Regions from separate parts of the Mus musculus genome. Here regions 2, 3, 4 and 5 are each linked to region 1. A link is a contact called in public Hi-C, HiChIP or PLAC-seq and Micro-C data. All regions are on one chromosome and are shown on one strand. The core of a region is the stretch at or near the end of the contact, and the rest is flanking DNA. Distances in the headings are between cores, read along the strand shown.

Region 1 (2,568 bases), core at 39-2,538:
AGGTCTGTCCTGGGAAATAAAATCCAACAGAAAGAACTAAACGTAAAGAATATTTCAGAATGGCTTCACAAACGGGCTTCCTGCAACAAGGTGATTTTCTCGAATGCTGCAGAAGCCGAGTGCGCGGTCTCCTTCAATGGAAAACACCCTGTATTTTGTAAGGAACCCCGGATACGAGTCCCTAGGAACCATACTGAGGGCCCGGGTAGGCTGAAACTTCCTGACCCTTAAGGCAGGGCCCTGGAGTCTCCGCATATTTGGGGGGACAGGAAGTTTTCGTTTCAAACGTCAACAGTCAGCCAGAATCTACTGTTTTAAGAGTCAGACAAAAGAGATGTGAAATTTTTCAGATGGTTTGGGGGGAGGGGTCCCCCACTGATTACTTACTTACCTTCCTGACTTCGTGATGACCATCTCTGTACCCCGCTTGTGAAACTGGTCCCAAAGTTCCTTGGCCTCCAGGTGCACCTTAGGGTCATCTTCTACGTCTTCTTCGGGTTCCATGGTCTTCAGAGGCCTCAGATGTGCCTGGGGTCCCAGGGATGAGAAAGGGATGCCGGTCTCAGCAGCCCCCACTAACTGATCCATGATGGGCTTGGCCAGAGCTCCGGGGAGCGAGAGCGCCGCGGCGCCGTTGGGAGGCAGCGTTAGCGCGGGGAAGAAAGGCGGCTGGTGGCCCAGTACCGCGCTCATGGCGAAGTCCGGCGCCCGGTGAGGTAGGAAGGGATGATAGGCCATGCTTGTCCCAGGGATAACCGGATCTCTCATGGAGAGGCTCATCCACTCCAGACAGGGAACCAGTCCGCAGCTGCTGGCTTGGCTCCGCTTTTGTTGTTGCTTTTCAAAAATAATAATTAAAAAATTCAACAGCGACGCATAGTTTTGTTTAAAATAAAAAAGAGGGCAAATTACAAATAAAGCGTTTGAAAGGGAGGGGGAAAGTGTCTTTGGGGGGAAGAGAACGCCGCTTTTAAAGAGGACAAAGCGGCAGCAGATCTGGAGACATAGCCGCTGCAGGGGCTGTCCTGGTGCGTGGAGTGTGTTGGAAAAGCCGCTCCTGGAAGTCGGTTTCAGTAGGGCAAGCAGCAAGCAGGGGCTCGACTGGCGCCCAAGCCCTGTGGCTTAGCTGGAAATAGACACTGCAGCCCTTTCCCGGGGTGGCTCCCCGGCTCCCACGCTCTTTGTTGCCAAAGCGCAAGGTTCTCGGAGACTTTTTTTTTTAACCTTTTTTTCGACTCCTTCCCCCGCCCCCTAGCTCTTCTCTGGCTTTCTCGCAGGAGGCGTCTTAGTTGAGCTAGACTCTGGCTTTCACAGGCAGCGAGATCAAGGGGGGGAGGAAAAGTCTCTCCTTTAAAAAAAAAAAAAAAAAAAAAGCGATTTAAGCCCCTTTCCAGCGGCGCTTTCAAAACTAGAACTGCGAAGCTGGCTTCGGTTCGCGATCCTCCTCTCTGGCTCCGGGCTGCGCGCAGAGTCTGGGTGGCGAGCGAATGGTGCCTGCGATCTTCTGCCTCGGGGAGCCGGCTGTCTTCCTTGTGCTAAAAAAACGTGAGCGAAATCGCTTTCCTAAAAATAATAAATTAAAAAAAAATCAGCGTCCGGGCACGCAGGGCGAGGGAGGATCAAGAAGACGGGTGCAAAAAAAAAAAAATAGGAAAGAAGGAAGAGAACGGAGTGATTGGGAGCTGGAGTAGGCAAGTAGAGGGAGGGAGAGAAAGAGAGAAAGAGAGCGAGCGAGCACCTCGCCACCCTCCTCCGCCTCTAGAATTCCCCGGGCGTCTGCTCGGCGGCTCTGGACGGTCCGGCAGCGCTGTGGGCTGCGGGAGCCCGAGGCTTGTTGATTGGCTCTTTGACGCTTTCGGACCAATTGTGTGGCTGCATAGGCGTGGTTTTCACAGGTCGAGTGCTGGGGGAATAGAGCCGAGTTATAAAAAGAAGGTGTCGGAAACTGGAACGTCGCTGCGCCGCGCGGTACTACGGCCTGTCCTGCGTTTATGTCAACATGATCAGAGGGGAGGGCGGGGAGCCACCAGGGCGCCGCGCGCTCACCAAAGTCGCCTCTAGGTGGCTGATCCAGAAGAGAGTTCGCAGCAGCCTGAGAGCTCGCCGCGGCTCCTCAGCTCAGCCTACGTCTGAAAGGCCTCAGCCATCCAAGCCGGGGGATCCGGGGAGGAGGCTGGGCCAGGGAGGAAGGGGGAGGGAGCGAGGGCGGGAGCCAGGCAGCTTGCCCGGCTTCCGAGGCGCCGGGCAGGGGCGCTCGCCTCTCGCGCGCTCCGAGCGCTACAGTTCAAGCCCGCGGCCGCTTCTCTTGTGCGGATCTGCAGCTTCTTCCCTTTCCCGGGCCCCGGGCTAGCCGAGCTGGCCGCCGAACCTCTCTTTCGGCCAATAAGCCTTAACAAAAGCTCCAGGCTCGCGTAGCTCTGAAGGGAGCCCCACATGGAACCGCCCAGCCACCTCTGAGTCAGATCCTCTAGCTCCTGCGCCCGGGTGCTTCGGATTCCCGAGCCACTAGCGCAGGGGATCCCACCAATCTTTCTGCCCGCTGCCTGCTCCCCACCCGCAGCCACGTGC
Region 2 (2,568 bases), core at 33-2,532, 500 kb after region 1:
CACTCAGGGCGCCTTGATTTTCATCTCTAATATTTAGATTGCCTGATAAAAAAGTAAAGATCCACTAGGTATAAACATGCTTGTAAGAATACTATGGGATGTTTTTGCGCACGCGAGTGTGTGTGTGTGTGTGTGTGTGTGTGTGTGTGTGTGTGTGTGTGCATGGCACTGTACATATGCAGAGATCAGAGAACAACTTGTAAGAGCCAGTTCTGGTTCTCTGCTTCCACCGTGTGGGTCCTAGGGATTGAACTCAGGACATCAGACTTGGTGGCAAGCACCTTTAGCTGCTGAGCCATATTGCCGTCCCAAACGCTATAGACTTTTACAGATTTATTTTTACATCAAATCCACTTTGGTTCTAATTGCTTCCGAAGCTAGGCCACCTCTTGGGACTGTTGACATTATGGTGGTGTGTGTGTGACTTTCCAGATATCTAGAGTTCTTATATTCATACATATTCATCGAAGATTATTTGAAACAAAATTAGGCTGTGTGATTCTTATTGTATCAGGACTTGATGGTTCATTAATCGGATGTCATTTGCATTTCTGTGTGGACTGGGATTCTGGCCTGTGGTTGTGCCTCATTACTGAGTACTCCTCTTCTGGTAGTTTCAGAATCAAATCTCCATTGGTCAATAACGGATGAGCGATCTTGTAGTTTGGTCAATAATGGATCTTGTAGTCCGAGTTCTACCCCAATTACAAGCAGCGTGGATCAAAACATCTACGCTCTTCTGGGTGCTAATTTTGAAAATGTGCGCTATAACAGACATGAAATGAAAAAAGGCCCTACCTACTCTGCCCTTGACAATTCTGTTCTGTCCTGTTTATAATTTTTCGATGCTTGAGAAGGATCTTGACTCGTTTTCCTTGTGGTTTTTTTGTTTGGATTTTGTTTTGGAGTTGACTGGTGAAACCCAGGGCCTTCCACGGGTTAAGCACTGCTCTCTGCAGAGCAAGGTCCTCACCCATCCCACTGATATTTCCTTTCTACCGGGTCCTAGGGGTGGTGCTAAAACTTGAAAATATCATAATCATCGCTCTCTCCCCCTGTGTCTTTTAGGGGGAGATTGTCCTAAAAGGTAACAAGAGCATCAGGGCGGGAATTCAAAGACCAAGTTCTCACTCAGCTCTCCCTCCCCGTGATAGGAAAACACCAGTTTCCCCAGCTAAAGGGAATTGCATCTGAGCTTGGTTTCTCTGCTCTCTTTGCACTCTGGTGCACGCCGCTGTTTTCCGTGAGCCCTCCCCCCCCCAAGCCTGTATAACTTACGGTCCACACCACGTGGTCACCCGCACCCCACCCAGCTTCCCATGACTCAGTCCCCCACACTCATCCCTGAGTCATGAGAGAATGGAACGGCTTAGTAAAGCCGGGCACGCAGCCAGAGAGCGACAGAACGTGTCCAGAAAAATCAGGGATTCTCTTTTCTGCCAGAGAGGCACGGGTGGACACAGTCGATTCTTCGTGGCTGGGCTGGAGGACTTTCTGAATGCTGGCTGCCGGGGAGTGGGGGTGAGGGCGTTCCTCCCTGTGCTTGGCAGCCATTGGGAACAGGCTTGTTATTCAGCAAGCAAAGGAACTAACAGCCGAACTACCATGGGACCGACCATGGCGAACTTTCCTCCTATGTCTCCTTGAGATACCTTGCCAGGGTTTGCATGAGAAGATTCCCCCAGGGGGTCCATGGGTTTGAACACTCAGTCCCCAGTAAGCGGCGCTGTTTGGGGGAGGTGGCGGAGCCTAACTGGCACCACAGGGGCACAGGGATAGGTCTAGAGGTTTATGGTCCAGACCTGCTTCCTGGCCTAGCTCTTGGCACCCCCACCAGCTACTGACATGCAACCAGGCACTTGCCTTGCTGAGACAGTGGACTGGATGCCCTGAAGCGCGAGTCAAAATAAACGTCTGTTTTTAAGTCATGTATCTGATCATTGCGACTGCAACAGACATCTTCATTATAAGCCAGCCGTTTTCTCTCCCTGACTAATAGAAACTGAATTTGTTGAGCAGTCAGTGTGTTTCAGGCTCTATCCTTGGCACTTGGAGTATCTTATTCCATTCGGTCCTCAGACAACCCCTTGATAGACACTGCTGTCATATTTATTGTAAAGTGGAGAAACTGAGTCTCAGGGAGGCAGTCAAAGTACATTGCCACATATTTAAGAGAGGGTGATCTTCTGGCTTTGTGTATAACTGTGATAAGCATGGAATAAAAGTGTCTAGTGGATATTAATAACCCTCAGTTATATGAATATGCAAATGATTCTGATACCACGCTCCTACCAGGAGCTGTCCAAAAGTGAGTGATTTAAAACTGTGAATGTCTGTTATCTTACACCTTCTGTTGGTCAGGACTGTGGGAGTAGCATCGCTGCGGTTCTGTCTCATTGGCTCACATGATCAGGAGTGTAGCCATCTCATTGAAGGGTTCAACTGGGCATAAGTCCATTTCCAAGCTTTTCTGTGAGGTGGTGTCGGGAAGAACCAGCAACTCTCTGTGTGGGTCTTTCTTCTTCTAAAGCAGCTTCAATAGGTCAATAGAGAGGGAAAGAGGAAGAG
Region 3 (2,568 bases), core at 38-2,537, 440 kb after region 1:
ACTCAAGGTAAAGACAATGAAGCAGAGACCATGAGAAAATGCTATTTACTGTCTTGTTCCCTGGCTTGCCCATATTTTTCATCTATCAGCAATTAAAACCATGCTCCCATAGCCATGACCTCAGGCCAATCTGATGGAGGCAGTTTCTTGGTGAGGTTTCCTCTTCTCAAGTGTGTCGAGTTTGTGGGAAGCCGCCCTCACATTCGCCGTTGCAAGATGGCGCTGACATCCTGTGTTCTAAGTGGTAAACAAATAATCTGCGCATGTGCCAAGGGTAGTTTTCCACCCCATGTGCTCTGCCTTCCCCGTGACGACAACTCGGCCGATGGGCTGCAGCCAATCAGGGAGTAATACATCCTAGGCGGAGAATAATTCTCCTTAAAGAGGGACGGGGTTTCGCTTTCGTTTTGGGCTTGGGGCTTGCACTCTTGCTCCTGAAGATGTAAGCAATAAAGTTTTGCCGCAGAAGATTCCGGTTTGTTGCGTTCTTCCTGGCCGGTCGCGAGAACGCGTGTAAGACGAGTTGGCAACCAAGATTAGCCATTACAGACCCCAAAGGCACACCCACAAGAGCGTACTTCCTTCACCTTCATGGGCAACCCTCCTGCTCACCACCCCGTGGTGTCTGTATAGAACCACGGATGTGCTCTGAGCACAGGGCTGAGTTTATAGGTGGCTGGGAATCACATGGGGTGAGACAGAGATGAGACATGGGTTGTCTCCTCAGGTGCCTGGGCAGAGCAAGTCCACAGAAGAAATGAACAAGTTTCTGTCAGTGTTAGCATCGTCTGGGCTTTCAGAATCATGGCCTTGAAATGCCAAGGGCCCTGTGAAGGCATTTGGGTTTTTAGATGGACCCTCTTTCTCTGTCACTGTGACCAAATGCCTATCAGGGACAATCCAAGTGGGGAGGGATCAATGGTGGTCCACAGTTTACAGGGTGTGGTTGCTCCTGACAGCCAGGAAGGCATGGCAAGTCCAGCAGTGCCCTTCTTGGCTCTGACAGTGGGAGAGTTTGCATGAGGGCAGTCAGCAGGATGTAAAGCTGGCCTGTGACCTGCCTGCTCCCATGGCTGGATGAATTCCACCCAATACTCTGTGTCTAAAAGGTTCCCACTATATCCTCAGAGAATACCACTAAGCTGGGGGCGTGGAGGAGGTGGGGGCGGTGTTTAAACACAGGAGCCTGTGGGAAATACTTGCCAGTTGAACCATCAGAGCACCCCTTCTGGAATCTGTGGGTCCTGGAGTCAGCCAAGGAGCCTTGCTTCAGGGAAAAGCCGAGCGGAGCTGAGTCAGACATTAGCCATAACTCACACACTTCCGGAACACACTGAAGAGACTTGAACTCTGGAGGTGAGCATCTCAGAAACACCCAGACAGAGGGGGAGAAAGAGATGAAGGTAATGTGTGCACACTTGGGACCAGGACTTGGGGTGTTTGACGATGTAAACCAAGCTGACCCAAGATCTCAAGCTGCCCTTTTGTACATAATTAGAGAACCCAAGATCTATATTTTCTTTTACACTGTGGGTGATTACTCAAGACTCTCGGGGCTTTCCCTGGAGGTGTTGGGAGGAAATGTATTTGGTGTTCCTGCCAAAGTTCTCTCAGTCACGAATGAGGCCACTTAGTAGGACCAGCTCCCATCAATACATGATTAAGTACAGACGTGCCTGGATTCCAGGTGATGAATTAAGATCTTCTTATTGGAAAACAGAAGCGACTGATTAATACTTCAATTCCCATCCCTATCAACCAACAGTGCTCGTGCTGTGTATAGTGGGGTGGATTTGCAGAGCTGGACTGGGGTTCTCCTGTTAAATATTAACTAAAATCACGTTTGAATTTCTGCAATATTTCTGGGTTCCTGGGTACAAAGCCAGACACAGACTCAGGTAAATGACGGTAAGGCACAAGCATTTAGAGTGGACACGTGAATTGTCACGTAAACACGAGTGATCAGGGAGAGGGATGTCAAGAAAAACTTTCATTAGCGTCCCCCTAAGCTGGTCTTAACAGCCTGGTGTAATTTGGCTAATGGAGTCTGCACTGCTCATTAAATTATAAGGACATTAAAAAGATCTCTAAAACAATGCTAATATTCCAGAGGGTTAATTAGTCCTGGAATTAAAAAGCTAAACCCACAGATTCTATCTGATTTGATGAGGGAGGAAAGGGAAGCATTCTGCAGAACAGAAACCATGCCGTGAGTTGAGACACTCCTTAATCTTTGGGCATTGATGGTTTTTAGGGGAACCTCTTGCTTCCAGTTTAAAACTGATTCCAGGCCTACTCAATTTCAATTTCACCTAGAAGGAGGCTAGATAGACCAGGAAAAGGTCTGGGCTGAAGGCCTGATGATAATGTCACCTCTATTTTATAGACAAATGACATTGAGCTTCAGAGGGCTGTGGTCCCTTTCCAAGGATCTATGGTCCCTTGTTCCGAAAGCCACAAGGCCAGTGAGTGTAGCACCTGGGTCTCCAGTATCAAATGCGGGAGTTTGCACTCTTAATTAAACTTTGCTAAAACCAAACTAAATGGTAGGCAGATGGAGACAGACAG
Region 4 (2,568 bases), core at 18-2,517, 410 kb after region 1:
AGAACCGGCTGATCTCACATCAAGACTTGTTGGTCATAAACTTGACCTCAGAAGGGACATTCATAAATCTGCTGCAGCCCTGCATGGCATGCTTCATTCATTCTGGTTTGGTCTCTGGCTACTGAGATCCCGTGAGGCTGTAGACCCCACACTCAGTTGGAAGAACTTATCTTTTCCTTGTTTTAAATTATGTGGGTATGTGGGAGGTGGAGGGTTGTGCACATGAGTGCAGTGCCCAGAGAGGCCAGAAGAGGGCGTCGGATCCCGTGGAGCTCCAGCCACAGATGATCTGAATGGGTGCTAGGAACAGAACTGAGTTCCTTTGCAAGAGCAGCAAGTGCTCTTCAACACTCCAGCATCTCTCCGGATCCAAACTCCTGTCTTAGGATGACTGAAGCTCTGCACTTAGGCTGCCTTGACTGGTACTGCTAACCAGGTAAGGACCTCCCAGACAGACCCCAAACACCTTTTTACGAGCAGGGGAAAAGAAAGAAGAAAACTTGGGTCAAAGTCCAGGTCAGTGAGAAGGAAGGGGGCCATGTCTCAGCTGGAGTCTGTCGACTGGCTGGGAGACCCAAAACCACTTGCACATTTTGGTTCAACAAACCAGATGTTGAGCATGTAAACTCAAATCTATTACCAAGAAGACAGAAGAAACCCATTTAAATGGCTGTTTTCATGTCCAGCCAGCACAACATTGATGAAAATGGGAATTAGAGTCACTTGAAGTCGGATCTTTCACCAAGAGATGTCTTTGGTTACACGGCTCAACATCCTCATTTTGGTCCAACCGTGGAAGGAAAGTAAAGAGTCCCCAGCAGCCTTTGAAAACACACGTCTGAGAGCGAGGCTGTGAAATGGCCCATGTCTCCTCCCAGGCCTTTAAAAGCCTGTATGTATTAATTTGTATGTCACATCATTCCAACTGCCGTGTACCGTTTGCCCTTGGGGACTGGGGGGGGGAGGTGGGGGGGGCGGGAAGAGTCATTCTCCAGAATGTCTGCCAGTGTGAGCATCGCTGGTGTTAACTGGTATGCTTTGTTTTGTCTCTGAGCGAACATGTTCTTCTGCGTGTGTGTGGCATGCATTCAGGTTTGAACCAGTCCCTCAACATGTGCCAGGTTCAAATCCAGCAGCACTTGGGCCTGCTTTCCACGTGGGAGACCCCGACAAGCCAGTTAGTTGGCATGGCAGCCCTCTGCTGCTCCAGGACAGAGGATCCTTCATCCTTTCTCCCCTCTTCCCCTCCACAGTCTGGGACCACATCTCCCAAGAAGTCTCCTCCTCTTTCTGTCTGCTCAGTCATCAGTGGCAGCCGGCCCAAGACGGAGGTGTGTTTTACATTTGAGATGCATCCGCTTCTGGGACTCACTCAGTTAAGTTGATTGGGAAGCCCTGTGTTTCTGATCCAAAAAACACAGAACAAAACAAAAGAACCGGGAAAGAAGCAGATTTTTGCCCCCTTCTCTTCGTGTGGATTTTAAACAACAAATCTTTTCAACTTAGCTCGCAAGAATAAGAGAAAACGAGTGCTTGGCTCGTGCTCTCTCCACTGCCTTCCCTTGCAGGGTGCGGGCCTCCCAGCTGAGACATGATTGGATTATTGCGGATGGAGAGGCTGGACTCTTCCTCTGGGTCTGTTACTTTGGGATTCCTGCCCAGGAAAAATCGGAGCTGGATGAACGAAGAGACTGCTGAAACCACAAAGAAATTAAACCAGCACGCATCGCCGGCCGGAGCCCCGGTTTGGCTGGCTTACATTTCCAGGCTAAATGGCTGGAACTCTATCTTCTACCGAGAGGCTTTGAAGACATTTTGGCTAAGAAAATGTGCAGCAAGGATGGAGGATGTGGTTGGTTGGTTGGTTTGTTGGTTGATTGGTTGAGAGCTCAGCTGGCATTTCCAAGGGCTCTGGGTTCTGTTATGGCTTACACCAAGTGTAGTGGCACAGGCTATAATCTCAGCACTTGGGAGACAGGAAGATCGGAAGTTCAAGGCTATCCTCAGCTACATCATGAGGTCAAGGGCAGAGAGCACAATGAATCTTCTTTTGCTTCTAAAAACCTCTGGAGACAACTGATTCCCAGTTAGCATACCCCAACACAGAAAAGCCAATTTACAAAACAGACCCTACGCTCATTATTTGCAATCCACATTTCTTTGGGAATTTAAAGTATTTTAAAATTTAAAATAAATTTAACTCGCTGCTTAAACTTCTATCCCATTTACAAATCATGAGTGGCACCACTCTTTTGCTGGTTTTCAACACCTAATAACTGTGCTTAAAAATGACACCTCATTTTGCTTAAGCCAAGCCTTGTGGCATTCAGTACTCAGGAGACAGAGGCAGGTGGATTTCTGTGAGTTCCAGTCCAGCCTGGTCTACATGGGGAGACCTTCTTTCATGTATATATATTTCCCCCCAAAATGAAAAATGTACATTTTTAATTCAATTTTCTAAATAGTAAGCACTCAGAATTTTTATTATTCCCCCCCAAAACATCACATATTTAAAGTGGGTCTTTGGGGACTATTTTTGTTTGAGCTTACTTTTGAGAAGGGGCTTAC
Region 5 (2,568 bases), core at 47-2,546, 360 kb after region 1:
GTTGCTAACTATCACATTTTTAAGTCTAAGCTCGGAGTAATGGAATAGTCTACAGCCGTGAAAACAAAGGAACTCCAGCTACATGCAAGAGTTATGATTCTTTCAAATGTCACAAAGACACACAGACACACAGACACACACACATACAGAGACACACACAGACACAGACACACAGACACACAGACACACACACACACACACACACACACACACACACACACACACAAGTGGTGCTCCTGAAAGAATTTAGAAATCAAGCACAGACACACTGTCTTCTTGATTGACCCGCATACAGGTAACAATGTTGCTAAGAACAGTGAAGGTGCTTTGTCTTGTTGATTGAAGGATGCACAGGTAACAGTGTTGCTAAGACCCGTGGGAAGAATGCAGTCAGACCAGACCACGGGAGAGATGTCCTAAAAGGGAGCAGGTTGTGTGTGTGTGTGTGTGTGTGTGTGTGTGTGTGTGTTCAGGTGACTGTGATCAGAAAGTGACTTGAGGGTTACAGGACACCAGCCACGATGTTTTCTTTGACCAGAGTGATGGTTGAATGACTGCTAAATTTTACTATTATATTGATTGATTGTACATATTTTCTCCTCCCTCCCTCCCCCTTTCTCCCCTTTCATTCTTTCCATTTCCCTCTTCCTTTCCTTCTCTTTCTCCCTCCCTCTCTCCCTCCTTCTCTCTTTCTCCCTCTGTCCTTCCCCCCTCTCCTCCTCCCTCTCTTCCCTTTCACTCTTTCCATTTCCCTCTTCCTTCTCTTACTTTCGTTCTCCTTCCCTCCTTATCTCTCTCCCTCCCTCTCCCCCACTTTCCCCTTTCTCAGTGTTAGAGACTGAACCCAGGGCCTTGAAGATGGTAGGAAAGCATTGTATCCCTGAGTTACATCCTCAGGCCCCTGTTCTAGTCACACTTTGGTGTAAGTTGAAACAGGTGTGCACACTCAGTATGAGTGCATAACTCAAAGATCTGGCCAGCATGGCGTCGTGTTACAAAAACATCCCGAAAGCTGGCTGGGTAGCTCTGCCAAGGAGCTCCAGTTCACTCCTGGAAATGGCAGCTTTGGAGTGATGTGATGCCCGTGCCTCTCACCAGAGGCTTTGACACATCCTGAGTCTGACATGATGTCACACTGGAGAAGGAGAAGCAGGCACTAGGCACATCCCCCAGGGATAAAGGCACAGATGAGAAGCCCAGAGAAACTCCAAGGTCACCCATCACTTGAGCTAAGGATGCTCTTGGCATCCTTCAGGCCTCAGCACAAGGGGCTTAACCAGCAGCGCCTCACCCATATCTCAAGCTCTAGCCAGTTAGATCCAGACTGGGCCTGCACTCAGCTGCCTAGCTGCACAAAAGCACTATTGTTCCGTCTTATTTTCATGGAGGAAGTAGCCCATCACAGCTACAGGAGTCTTGGCCAAGCCTCGGGCATGAACAGGGGAAGGTGCTTCTCCCTCTGTTGGCTGTTGACAGCCGAGCGTCTGCCTTGGCCACGCCAGCCCTTAACAAAGTGCCCAGCACCCAGGATCCGCAGCAAGGGCAGCGGAAATAGGAGCCTCTGAATTCCAGGAGTCACATGGTGCCTATTCTGAGGCTAGCCTCCTTCCCCTCCCCCAAAGTGCTATGCCTTGGTCACAGAGCGTTCACACCAAGTATAAAACAAGAACACACCTCCGTTTGGATTGGACGGACTAAGCCATTTCATCAGAAAAGGATCAGCTCCTGCGAGGGCACTCACTAGGGTCCACTGAGCCAAGACCTAATTAAACCTCCTGGAAGAAGGATCTCTTGTTCAAGAAAGGGAGGTCTGTGCTGTGTCTTTGGAGAAATCGCCCAGCGTCCTGCCCTTGGGTTGCCCTGGCTAATGTTATGTCAACTTGGCATAAACTAGAGTCAACTAAAAGGAGGAACCCCTGATGGAGAAAATGCCATCCATAAGATCAGGCTCTAAACCAGATTATTGATTGATGGGGGAGGACCCAGCCCATTATGGGTCATGTCATCCTTGGGCTGGCTCTTCTGGCCTCTATAAGAAATTAGGGGGAACAAGCCAGTAAGCAGCACCCCTCCATGGCTTCTACACCAGCTCCTGACTCTAGGTTTGAGTTCCTGACCTGGCTTCTTTCGATGATGGATTACAATGTGGAAGTGTAAGTCAAATAAACCCTTTCCTCCCTGACTTGCTATTTGGTCCTAATGTTTCATCACAGCCAGAGAAGCCTCAACAAGGACATGGCCGCCAGAAAAGCACACGGAATACGTGTCGAGGATGGGCTCAGTGCAGAGAATGTTGACATTGCCATGGCAATGTGAGATTCGTCGGAGAGTAGCCATCAGTCAACTGCTCTGTGAAGTGCGTGGGTCTGTGGCCACAGCTTAATTCCAAAGATAAAGTGAAAAACAGCGAATGAAGCTCTTCCCCAAAAGCATGTGTAGAGAGGGAATTGTTTTTTCTCTTTTCTTTGCTTTGAAAAGCTGGGAGGAAACTTTGACAAACGGGAAGGATGCTGATCCTGATGCAAACACTATGGGCATCAATGATGCTAATGTTTAAGGATAGAACTA

What was found. HiChIP or PLAC-seq counts read pairs in DNA pulled down with a chosen protein or histone mark. A called contact is a pair of places that touch in the nucleus more often than the background predicts.
Region 2: a contact with region 1 is called in a Hi-C map of muscle stem cells, with 2.5 times the contacts expected there. The contact joins the enhancer-like site here to the promoter of Tbx3os1 in region 1. A contact is called at or near these places in 8 of 39 promoter capture datasets (the 3T3-L1 cell line, 3T3-L1-derived adipocytes, cranial neural crest and 4 more), 1 of 15 datasets of contacts at CTCF or cohesin (the NIH/3T3 cell line), 10 of 484 Hi-C or Micro-C datasets (the MC38 cell line, adipose-derived mesenchymal stem cells, cortical neurons and 4 more), 12 of 115 datasets of contacts at active chromatin or transcription factors (astrocytes, a colorectal cancer cell line, craniofacial prominence and 9 more) and 4 of 9 other capture datasets (adipose tissue, embryonic stem cells, embryonic tail and 1 more).
Region 3: a contact with region 1 is called in a CTCF HiChIP or PLAC-seq map of the NIH/3T3 cell line, with 8 read pairs. The contact joins the enhancer-like site here to the promoter of Tbx3os1 in region 1. A contact is called at or near these places in 10 of 39 promoter capture datasets (the 3T3-L1 cell line, the C10 cell line, HPC-7-derived erythroid cells and 5 more), 1 of 15 datasets of contacts at CTCF or cohesin (the NIH/3T3 cell line), 8 of 484 Hi-C or Micro-C datasets (the MC38 cell line, the N1E-115 cell line, adipose-derived mesenchymal stem cells and 4 more), 20 of 115 datasets of contacts at active chromatin or transcription factors (the NIH/3T3 cell line, astrocytes, cardiomyocytes and 12 more) and 6 of 9 other capture datasets (adipose tissue, embryonic stem cells, embryonic tail and 3 more).
Region 4: a contact with region 1 is called in a Micro-C map of palatal mesenchyme, with 3 times the contacts expected there. The contact joins the enhancer-like site here to the promoter of Tbx3os1 in region 1. A contact is called at or near these places in 9 of 39 promoter capture datasets (the 3T3-L1 cell line, the C10 cell line, embryonic stem cells and 6 more), 1 of 15 datasets of contacts at CTCF or cohesin (the NIH/3T3 cell line), 9 of 484 Hi-C or Micro-C datasets (the C2C12 cell line, embryonic fibroblasts, muscle stem cells and 4 more), 16 of 115 datasets of contacts at active chromatin or transcription factors (the NIH/3T3 cell line, astrocytes, craniofacial prominence and 10 more) and 4 of 9 other capture datasets (adipose tissue, embryonic stem cells, embryonic tail and 1 more).
Region 5: a contact with region 1 is called in an H3K4me3 HiChIP or PLAC-seq map of embryonic stem cells, with 11 times the contacts expected there. The contact joins the enhancer-like site here to the promoter of Tbx3os1 in region 1. A contact is called at or near these places in 17 of 39 promoter capture datasets (the 3T3-L1 cell line, 3T3-L1-derived adipocytes, the HPC-7 cell line and 9 more), 2 of 15 datasets of contacts at CTCF or cohesin (the NIH/3T3 cell line and embryonic stem cells), 34 of 484 Hi-C or Micro-C datasets (the C2C12 cell line, the HPC-7 cell line, cranial neural crest and 15 more), 25 of 115 datasets of contacts at active chromatin or transcription factors (the NIH/3T3 cell line, astrocytes, craniofacial prominence and 11 more) and 6 of 9 other capture datasets (adipose tissue, embryonic stem cells, embryonic tail and 3 more).

The regions. Positions count from the first base shown.
Region 1 is chr5:119,670,228-119,672,795 of GRCm38.p6, reverse strand. Tbx3os1 (T-box 3, opposite strand 1) reads left to right here and starts at 1,288. Exons shown (of 4, transcript NR_166476.1): 1 at 1,288-1,545. It overlaps Tbx3 (T-box 3), which reads right to left and starts at 1,563. Exons shown (of 8, transcript NM_011535.3): 1 at 392-1,563. The coding sequence starts at 780.
Region 2 is chr5:119,166,760-119,169,327 of GRCm38.p6, reverse strand. No RefSeq gene overlaps it. Among named protein-coding and RNA genes, the nearest start is that of Gm7538, 32 kb to the left of the region's middle. Within about 2 kb of position 1,282, at least 92 of the 459 cell types and tissues checked have an H3K27ac peak or open chromatin away from gene starts, as enhancers often do. A contact at or near this core is called in the NIH/3T3 cell line, adipose tissue, adipose-derived mesenchymal stem cells and 6 more, where this site is marked.
Region 3 is chr5:119,227,555-119,230,122 of GRCm38.p6, reverse strand. No RefSeq gene overlaps it. Among named protein-coding and RNA genes, the nearest start is that of Gm7538, 29 kb to the right of the region's middle. Within about 2 kb of position 1,287, at least 18 of the 459 cell types and tissues checked have an H3K27ac peak or open chromatin away from gene starts, as enhancers often do. A contact at or near this core is called in the MC38 cell line, the N1E-115 cell line, the NIH/3T3 cell line and 1 more, where this site is marked.
Region 4 is chr5:119,264,435-119,267,002 of GRCm38.p6, reverse strand. No RefSeq gene overlaps it. Among named protein-coding and RNA genes, the nearest start is that of Gm31190, 35 kb to the left of the region's middle. Within about 2 kb of position 1,267, at least 33 of the 459 cell types and tissues checked have an H3K27ac peak or open chromatin away from gene starts, as enhancers often do. A contact at or near this core is called in palatal mesenchyme and uterus, where this site is marked.
Region 5 is chr5:119,309,154-119,311,721 of GRCm38.p6, reverse strand. No RefSeq gene overlaps it. Among named protein-coding and RNA genes, the nearest start is that of Gm31190, 10 kb to the right of the region's middle. Within about 2 kb of position 1,296, at least 22 of the 459 cell types and tissues checked have an H3K27ac peak or open chromatin away from gene starts, as enhancers often do. A contact at or near this core is called in embryonic stem cells and induced pluripotent stem cells, where this site is marked.